Regions from separate parts of the Mus musculus genome. Here all the other regions are linked to region 1. Evidence: chromatin contacts called from public Hi-C and Micro-C data. All regions are on one chromosome and are shown on one strand. The core of a region is the stretch at or near the end of the contact, and the rest is flanking DNA. Distances in the headings are between cores, read along the strand shown.

Region 1 (2,750 bases), core at 75-2,574:
AACAATATGTTAGTCAAAACAAGGCCTGAGCACTGACAACACTAGTAGACAGGCCAACATGGATGCTGGAACTCTCACAAAGCCCAGTCGCTAAATGAAGAATTATGGGCAATTCATTATTGCTGAGAGAGGGAGAATCAGTCTTCTCTGGGGATGAGACCATGGTAGGTTATCCAATACCAAATGGGCTGCCCTAAGTATCTATGAGTAACACTAAATGGATTCAGCATGTTTTGTTGATATATTTATATATGCACAGTCATATAACTATAATAATTAAAAGAAACAATAGAGAAAGTACACAAAAGTAGAAACTTGGCTTGGAGGTAGAGGAAGAGAAACTAAGGGAGTAGGAAGTCAGGAATGATAACAATGGTTTATTTAAAAGGATTAGAATATATTAATTGTTTTTAAAAAAGCACATAGGGGCACCATGATGTTTTAATAGTTTGCCAATGTGGCTCTGTCATGTGACCCACAGCATGAAAGGAACCTGATACTCTGAACCACAAGGTAGAAAGAAGGTGGCCAACTGGGAACATTCATGCATGACTTCTATTATTATTTAACAGAAGCCAGTTCTGGCACTGTTTGTCATAGCAGCTAGTAGTCTATGGATACATTCTTACACACACAATTTAAATTGTCTAATTTACACTGGAATTAATGAAATGCTGAATATACACCAAGATACTATAAATATTTCTCCTCTTCATGATTCACCTTTATTAGCCAATCTTTATAACGTAAGGATAGACTCTTAAAGTTGCTGTAGGCCTTTTTGCTTATTCTGAATTTAAAGTAGAAATTAGAGAATAATGCCAACTGTAAATTTTGAATACTTTAAAGCTACTCCATAGCTATAAGAAAGAGCTGGTGTTATGAAACCCAGGGACATTATTACTTCACATCAATCTTTATCATTTTTTCTTTTACAAGGAAACTATAGAAATGGGAAAAATTGCCCCTTTCTTCCATCAGTGGCTAAAATATATAGCATCTATGGTTTATTGCTGTAGTGAAGCTAATTTCATAACCACAGGTCAGGTTACTTCAGTTCAGTTCTATTGTAAATCAATTTTAAAACACCAGTCCTTTTTTTTTTTCTGCTTGAGTAACAAGGCAGAGATAAAAAGCAAAAGCTTACTGTTTGCAGCGACCATATCCTGGATAGGTCTCAAAAACTGGGGGGAGGGGGGTCTTCTATAAATTGTTCAATGCAGAGGATTAAAATCCTTTCTGAGGAATCCTGGATTTAAGCATGGTAAATAACAGCACAAGAGCTATGATTCATCTCACTTGTGACAGGAAAGTCTACTGGGTTCCACTAACCCTGTTCTGTACTCAGTTAATCACAGTAGTGAGAGAGCCAACATAGCTTCACATTATATATAGCATGTGCTTGGAAGTGGACAGTAAGCCCTGACCTGTGGTTCATTTTCTGCTTACACTAATGTCTATTTTTTTCCCTTCACTTCCTAATACATTTCCTGATTATCTCATACAGCCAGATTTTAAAAGTGTACTTCTTTGTACCTGGCCCTGTGATACAAGGGACAGGAACATGAAACAGCCTTGATCTTACAGAGTTCCCAGATTAGTGAGAAAATGTCTTCTCCAAAACAATAGCGTGATACACTGACAAGTATCATTCCAAGATGTGTACACAGGCAAGGACACAATGAACAATCACCCGTCCATGCCATCACAGGGAAGGAATTACTCAAGACCACAGTAATGGTTATCATGGAATGCTGGCTCCCTTGCATATTTTCTAAATGACAGCCACTTAAGTTCAATACAAGCCCATTGGGTCACTTCCATTGTCCTTCTGTTACATTCTAAAATGACCATGAGAGGAAGAGTGGCCAGAGTGGGGTGAAGCATAGTAATACATTCCTGTAATCCCAGGAACTCATGGGAAGGAGGCAGGAGGATGAACAGATTAGTCAGGGATATGCAGTGAGACCTACTGTCTCAGCAACCCACAAAAATTCAAGAATTCTAAACAGGTTTTGAAAAACCTGAATATGTTGTCTAATTTTATGCTAACTAATATAAAACATCCTGGGTAAAAATATCCCATGATAAAGCAGAGACTAATAACCTAATCAATCATAAAAACTATCATGCATAATTGGTTACGTGATGCATAAATGCCACTTGGAAGATGAAGCAACATAATTCCTATAAATGTAAGTCCTCCTATGAGTCACTGTTTCAACACATGCTCATGATGAATGAGTATAAATGAGACATAAGTTTTACAGGTGGCACAGGCCTGTACTGTCAGCTACTTAAGAGGCTGAAGCCAGAGAGTCACAAGTTCAAGGCCAGCCCAGGCAACTTCACAAGACTCTGTCTCAAAATGGAAATGAGAAGCAGGCTGAGGACAAGCTTACAGCAGAATGCTTTTCTAGCACGCATGAGGTCCTGGTTCCAATTCTCAGTGTCTCCAAAAAGAAAAGAAATTTGACAGACTTCTCAGCTGCCATGAAAATGTTTCAACTTCTGCATTGCCTGCCTTTTTGAGAGGTGGGAAAGTTTCCCTGTTTCAAAGTGTTTTGAAAATGCGTCAGGGCCTCCTCGGTTTCACTAACAGAGGAAGGCAATGTGCTTCTGGTGACACAATGAAAACACAACTCAGAAATGTGTTGGGATAGGTCAGACAAAATGTGTGAGGTCTCACGGACTTGAAGGCTATCAAGGTCACCACAATCTTGTTAGTAATGCAAATTCTTGGGCTAATT
Region 2 (2,740 bases), core at 16-2,515, 280 kb before region 1:
AAAAAAAAAAAAAAAGAAAAGAAAGGAAAAAGAAAAAGAAAAGAAACAAAATAAAATAAAGAAACTTAAAATAATAACTAACAACAACAACAATAATGACAGTAACAACATTAACAACAACAATAATAATAATAATAACAACAACATGATCATGAAAAGCAAGAAAGAGAATGGCCGCAGGAAAGTTAGAAGAAAGAAGAGTGAGGTGGGGCTTTCTGGCCTCGTAAAGGAATGTGGAGTTGGATAGGCAGACAGTGTGAGTTCCTCCACAGAATCCTCAGCGTGCAAATTATCTCCACTCATCTGCCAACACTGATCATCGTTCTTCTGAAACAACATGCCTACCATAAGCGTCTCAAAATAAAACAAGAGCCCTCAGTAGCACACACCTGCCCCTCTGAACCACAGATGACTGCTGGGCAGACAGAAACAAACACTAGTGTCTCTTGGGAGCATTTGAACTAAGACACAGTAGCCACTGACAATTGGTGATTAACACTTAACTAAAAGTTTCCAGAGTGGGTAATAGAGGATATTAAGAGACATGGCAGACTTGGTTGAAAAAAAAATGTAGTACAAATTATATGGCCCTCATCCTGTTAAGATATCAATCAAGTCTATTTTCCCTCTTCTCAAACCTGGCTCTCTGGTTGGGGTGACCTTCAGAATGCAAGGATATCCGATTTCTTCTTGGTTTTCCTTTGTGCATGCCTACTTATCCATGACCCATAGCGAATAACAACAACCCACCCCACTCTTGTGGCCCTAGCATTCATACACCCTCTAAAAAGACCCCAGAATTCCAAACATCCTCACACAGGCTCAGAAACTATCTGCAGCTGGAAAAATCACCCCTGCCAGAGCACGAGGCAAACCTAGCTGCTGTGGACAATCTGAAGCAGCCCCATATCCCACAGTTGGGATTAAAGTGAAAATATATTCTTATACCGTTTCTGTGGTTTTAAAAGAAACTAAAATTCAAAAATTCTCACTACACTTAATTCTGCCAGGAAACGGCAAAGAGGTTGATGAGTGACCAGAAATCCACAAGTTCGGTTTGAAGAACAACAGAGAGGATGGACTTGTCATCCAGCTGCTCCTCTCTTAAGTGGCTTCTGCTTTTGCGCTTGACAAGGGTCCTCCTGAGCATCTCGTGCTTTTCAGTGATCCGACCACTCCACGTGGAGGGAGCAGCCCAGACAAGACCGGAGACGTTCTAGCTGAGCTCATCCCTGAAGCCAACTGCTCATGTTCAATGAGTCATCTCAAACACTCCAACCACAAAAAGAGCAACTGCTCCAGTCTCTCCCGGAGCCGTGTTGCCTGGCTGAGACCAGTCAACCCACAGACACATGAAATGCTGGCTGTTGTTTCCAGCCAGTAAGTTTTGGTGTGGTCAGGTACAAAGCAAGAGAAGGTGACAGCAGGGAAAGCCCAGAGCAAAGACTGAGAAAAGGAAGGACGGAGACACAGACGAGTCCCTGCAGGGCACAGAGCCTGAGTGCAATTCTAGAACTTGGCACTTAAGATCCAGGAGATCTGATCAAGTTATGGGGCAAATCAGGGTCCTTAGGATCATTAATAAAATAAGAATGGACCATCATACTAGAGTTAAACCTCGGGGCAGCAAAGCTCAGGAGGTGCCTGGAAGGGAAAAATGGAGAAGAAAAAGAGAGAAGGAGGCCATGCTGTCTGAGCTATGCCAGTGTGAAGGTCAAACACATGGCAGATAAGCTACGAGCAGGCATAGGGGACTCAGAAACGGAGAACAGATGGATACTCAAGGTACCAGTGAAAGTATATTCAGTCCATCAGAAAGAAGAAGAGAAGAACGAGAAAAACCTGGTGTTCTTCCTAAGGCCCCCAGATTGATTTAAGCACCCAGATCAGCTGGTACAATAGCTGCTGTTCTAGAGGATCCAACATCGTTATCTTGCCCTCATGGATGTATGCACTTACAGAAACACACACACACATTCACGAACACAGGCATGCAAGGCATGCATACACACGCATTCAGACAGATACACATGAATATATACATTAAATAAAATAAAAACAAATGTTACACGTAATGATGACACTATATTTGGAGCATCACTATAAGATGACACAATATGTTTCCCACTAAATATCCAATGATTTTTTAAAACACTGTCTTCAGTTTGCTTACATATCTCTAATATTTTTAGAGTATGTACAATCCATATTATTCTAAATGATGGTAAGTGTTAAGGGTTAAATTACTATTTTATCTTTGGCCTCAAGTCCAGGCATTCCTCCAAAGGCTATGGGCTAAATCATGTGTTTGACTCCATCTCAAAACCACCAGGCAATCCAACAGCCCCCATCCTCTCCTTCATCCTCCTGCCCTCTCTGTTGTCCTTCAAACCGAACTTGTGGATTTCTGGTCACTCATCAACCTCTTTGCCGTTTCCTGGCAGAATTAAGTGTAGTAAGAATTTTTGAATTTTAGTTTCTTTTAAAACCACAGAAACGGTATAAGAATATATTTTCACTTTAATCCCAACTGTGGGATATGGGGCTGCTTCAGATTGTCCACAGCAGCTAGGTTTGCCTCGTGCTCTGGCAGGGGTGATTTTTCCAGCTGCAGATAGTTTCTGTGCCTGTGTGAGGATGTTTGGAATTCTGGGGTCTTTTTAGAGGGTGTATGAATGCTAGGGCCACAAGAGTGGGGTGGGTTGTTGTTATTCGCTATGGGTCATGGATAAGTAGGCAT
Region 3 (2,935 bases), core at 92-2,591, 410 kb before region 1:
TAAGAAAAGGCTTTTTGGAAGAATATATACAACTGCTAACATCTTGAAAGAGTACTTACAATTGTTAACATCTACTAACAGCAAGCAATGCCAAGATCCTCATGGATGCTGCTCTGTTTTAGATTAATGTGTTGTTCCTAAGGACATGGGCTAAAGGCTTGGTCCTTGACCCATCAACTTCCGGCTAGTGGTATGGTCTTCAAGAGGCATACCCTGGTGTGAGGTCTTCAAGTTATTGGGGGCATTCTCTTGAAGAGGCCACTGGTACCCAACCTCTTCTTCTTTCCCTCTTTCATTCCAAGTCAATAGTTGAGTGGTTCTCTCCTGTCATCTAATTATATACTAACAAAATCTCAAGGTGACATAGCTGACTGGTCAGGAAACAGCCTACAAAAAATTATGAGCCCAAACCTTTTCTTTTTATTACCTAATTATTTCAGGTGCTTGTTAAAATAACAAAAAGCAAAGGAACTTGGCCTTTTCCTATGATAAACAGGTAAGCTGTGGGTGAACTTCAACTTTAATGAGCTAATGGTGAAGAGGTGGTTGCTTAAATCTTAATCAGTTTTCAGAAGTGCTTGATCAAAGGGTATGACAATCTCAGCCAACCACCAGATGCCATCATTTAAATATTCTGTGACCGTGTGTGCTACAATCTTCAGAAGCCTGTCAACAGAAGAGTGGTCTGATGACAATGGACCATTTATGTCACACAAGGTAAGACTATATGACAGCAGAGTCCAAATGAGCTCTCCCAGTAATGGAGCAAGATCTGAAGCTGAAAACCCGAGGCAATGGAAGAAAGGAGAAGCTTATCACACCACTAGCCTGACTTCTCAGGCCCAGTCAGGGGACTTCTTTAAGAACTTCGAGGAGGGAACAATATGGTCATTTTGTTTTCAGTCAAGAGTAAGAATCACAGATAAAAACCAATGATCTCAGGAGCACATAATTAATTGCATTTATTCATCTATTATTTTGTTTATTTTTACTTTTCAGTGCCAGGGCTGAAACCTATTGTCTTGCATATGGTAAGTACTCTATCATATAGGTTATATGCCTAGCCAGGAATACAGACTATAAATTATCAGGAAACTAAGAATTATTTCACAATGAAGTGAGCAGTTTCATAGAGTAGATACTACAATCCACTTAAGGACGCAGAAGGTCACTTTCCTTCTTACAGGTGACCAAAGGCTTCTCTGCTGGACGAGTGACATGATTTATCTGTTCCTCTGTTGTCCTTCAGAAAATAACACTGGGTTGGTACAAGCCACTATGACACTCCAGGCTCTTTACAAATTCCTGTGAATCAAAGTCTAACCATTCCTTCACCACAGATATGCAGTGAACCATGTCCTGATGTTTATTCTGGAAAGAGTTTTGGTGAGAGCTCAGGGTGAGTAGTTAGCTGCAGAATGGCTGGCTGTTACGGAATGCTGCCCCGTTTTTCCATCTGTAGATAGTCTTGACGTATCTTTTGGGGTTAAATCATTTTGGATTGAAAGGGACCTGAAACATTCAAGCCATGAGGAAGAGCACAGAAGACACTTGACAAACTATGACTATACCTCCTAAGCCTTGTTCTACCCTAAACTAGAAATGATGGGAAATATAGTGAGAAGTTAAAGCTACTAGCTGCAGGCTTTGGACATTTTTAGCCATCTCTGTGCCAATATCTGGAAGACAAAGGAACTCTTGATTTCAGGATTCTAGCCAACATCAATTTTGGGAAGTCACAGCTTGTGTGCCAAATAGTAATCATTTTGTTTTCTAAACTGAATACAATATCCTGAATTAATACTTGTCACAAACCTTCACATGCAGCTGCTTCAGGCCCCTGTGCCCAAAATGTCTTAAAATTAAAAAGCTAAAACAAACTAATGGAGTTTCCTATCTTGTCAACTCATTTCTAAAGCGTGAAGCCTGTCAGAACCAAGACAATAGTCTCTTTAACCACAGTCAAATGAGCTGGCCCACAAGGAAAATACAACTTAAAAAAAAAAAAAAAAAACACTTGCCTTTCCCCCAGCTCAAAAATATGAAAATTAGTGCTGTTTAGCATAAAGGAAAGATAGGTATAACATAAACCACAAAATGCAGATCAATACTGTGTACTGTCACCTCAAGAAAGTCCCCATGTCTCTGGTAGCTTATATCACAAAGTAATTTTGTGAAGGCTTTATGTAAAGGTCACTGTTGCATTTCTATAATATTAAAATCTAAGTTAGCATACAGAGATACCCCAAGAGCCTGAAGTTATTAAGATTTCTGTATGACTCAACTAAGTTTTCTTCAGATATTGCAACCATTTCACATCAGATAAGCGATGAGAGATAAAACTGGGGCTCATAAAAGTCAAGTCAGGAAAACAGCTTCACTGCCTATTAGTTCTAAAAGAATAACTTAAAAAAATACCCTACAACTGTGAGGAGCTTATCAAAACAGTCCATTCCCTTCACAAAGGAATGAGATCAAACATAGCTTAAGGTTTTAGTAGATAGCACAATGAGCTCGTGTTCTTGAGATAAAGTCTTGCACAAGTGCCAAAAATACCTTTGCTTTTCTTCATAACCCTTCCTGTTTCCTGCGACCCTCGTGGGCCAGCTGAATGATGACTTGGGCACAGCTGTGTGTTGTATGTGAGCCCATGAGCCTGGGTTTGCCAACTTAAGTTTTGTAAGTCATGAATTCTAGGATAAATGTAGAGTATGTCCAATATGACTGGGGGATTGAAGCCTGTTGTCTGGCAGTGTGTGAAAGTATTGTCATGTGTTTTTCTTTGTTGGTTTTCTTCTCCCTATATAAAAACATCTTAAGTTCATTTAATTTTTTTGTGTTGTGTGTGTGTTGCTTTTATATGTATGTTCACCGTGTCCCCTGGAACTGGAGTTATGGATGGTTGTGAATATCGTGGGTTCTGGGAACTGAACCT

Evidence for each region. A called contact is a pair of places that touch in the nucleus more often than the background predicts.
Region 2: a Micro-C map of muscle stem cells shows a contact between it and region 1, with 4 times the contacts expected there. The contact joins two enhancer-like sites. A contact is called at or near these places in 8 of 484 Hi-C or Micro-C datasets (adipose-derived mesenchymal stem cells, cochlea, forebrain and 4 more) and 1 of 9 other capture datasets (pancreatic islet).
Region 3: a contact with region 1 is called in a Hi-C map of adipose-derived mesenchymal stem cells, with 2.5 times the contacts expected there. The contact joins two enhancer-like sites. A contact is called at or near these places in 2 of 484 Hi-C or Micro-C datasets (adipose-derived mesenchymal stem cells and nephron progenitors).

What each region holds. Positions count from the first base shown.
Region 1 is chr2:135,453,250-135,455,999 of GRCm38.p6, reverse strand. The region is part of intron 31 of Plcb1 (phospholipase C, beta 1); the gene reads right to left. Among named protein-coding and RNA genes, the nearest start is that of Gm31993, 87 kb to the left of the region's middle. Within about 2 kb of position 1,324, at least 33 of the 459 cell types and tissues checked have an H3K27ac peak or open chromatin away from gene starts, as enhancers often do. A contact at or near this core is called in adipose-derived mesenchymal stem cells, granulosa cells and muscle stem cells, where this site is marked.
Region 2 is chr2:135,736,231-135,738,970 of GRCm38.p6, reverse strand. The region is part of intron 1 of Plcb4 (phospholipase C, beta 4); the gene reads right to left. Among named protein-coding and RNA genes, the nearest start is that of Gm14210, 75 kb to the left of the region's middle. Within about 2 kb of position 1,265, at least 67 of the 459 cell types and tissues checked have an H3K27ac peak or open chromatin away from gene starts, as enhancers often do. A contact at or near this core is called in adipose-derived mesenchymal stem cells, granulosa cells and muscle stem cells, where this site is marked.
Region 3 is chr2:135,862,342-135,865,276 of GRCm38.p6, reverse strand. The region is part of intron 3 of Plcb4 (phospholipase C, beta 4); the gene reads right to left. Among named protein-coding and RNA genes, the nearest start is that of Gm14210, 51 kb to the right of the region's middle. Within about 2 kb of position 1,341, at least 45 of the 459 cell types and tissues checked have an H3K27ac peak or open chromatin away from gene starts, as enhancers often do. A contact at or near this core is called in adipose-derived mesenchymal stem cells, where this site is marked.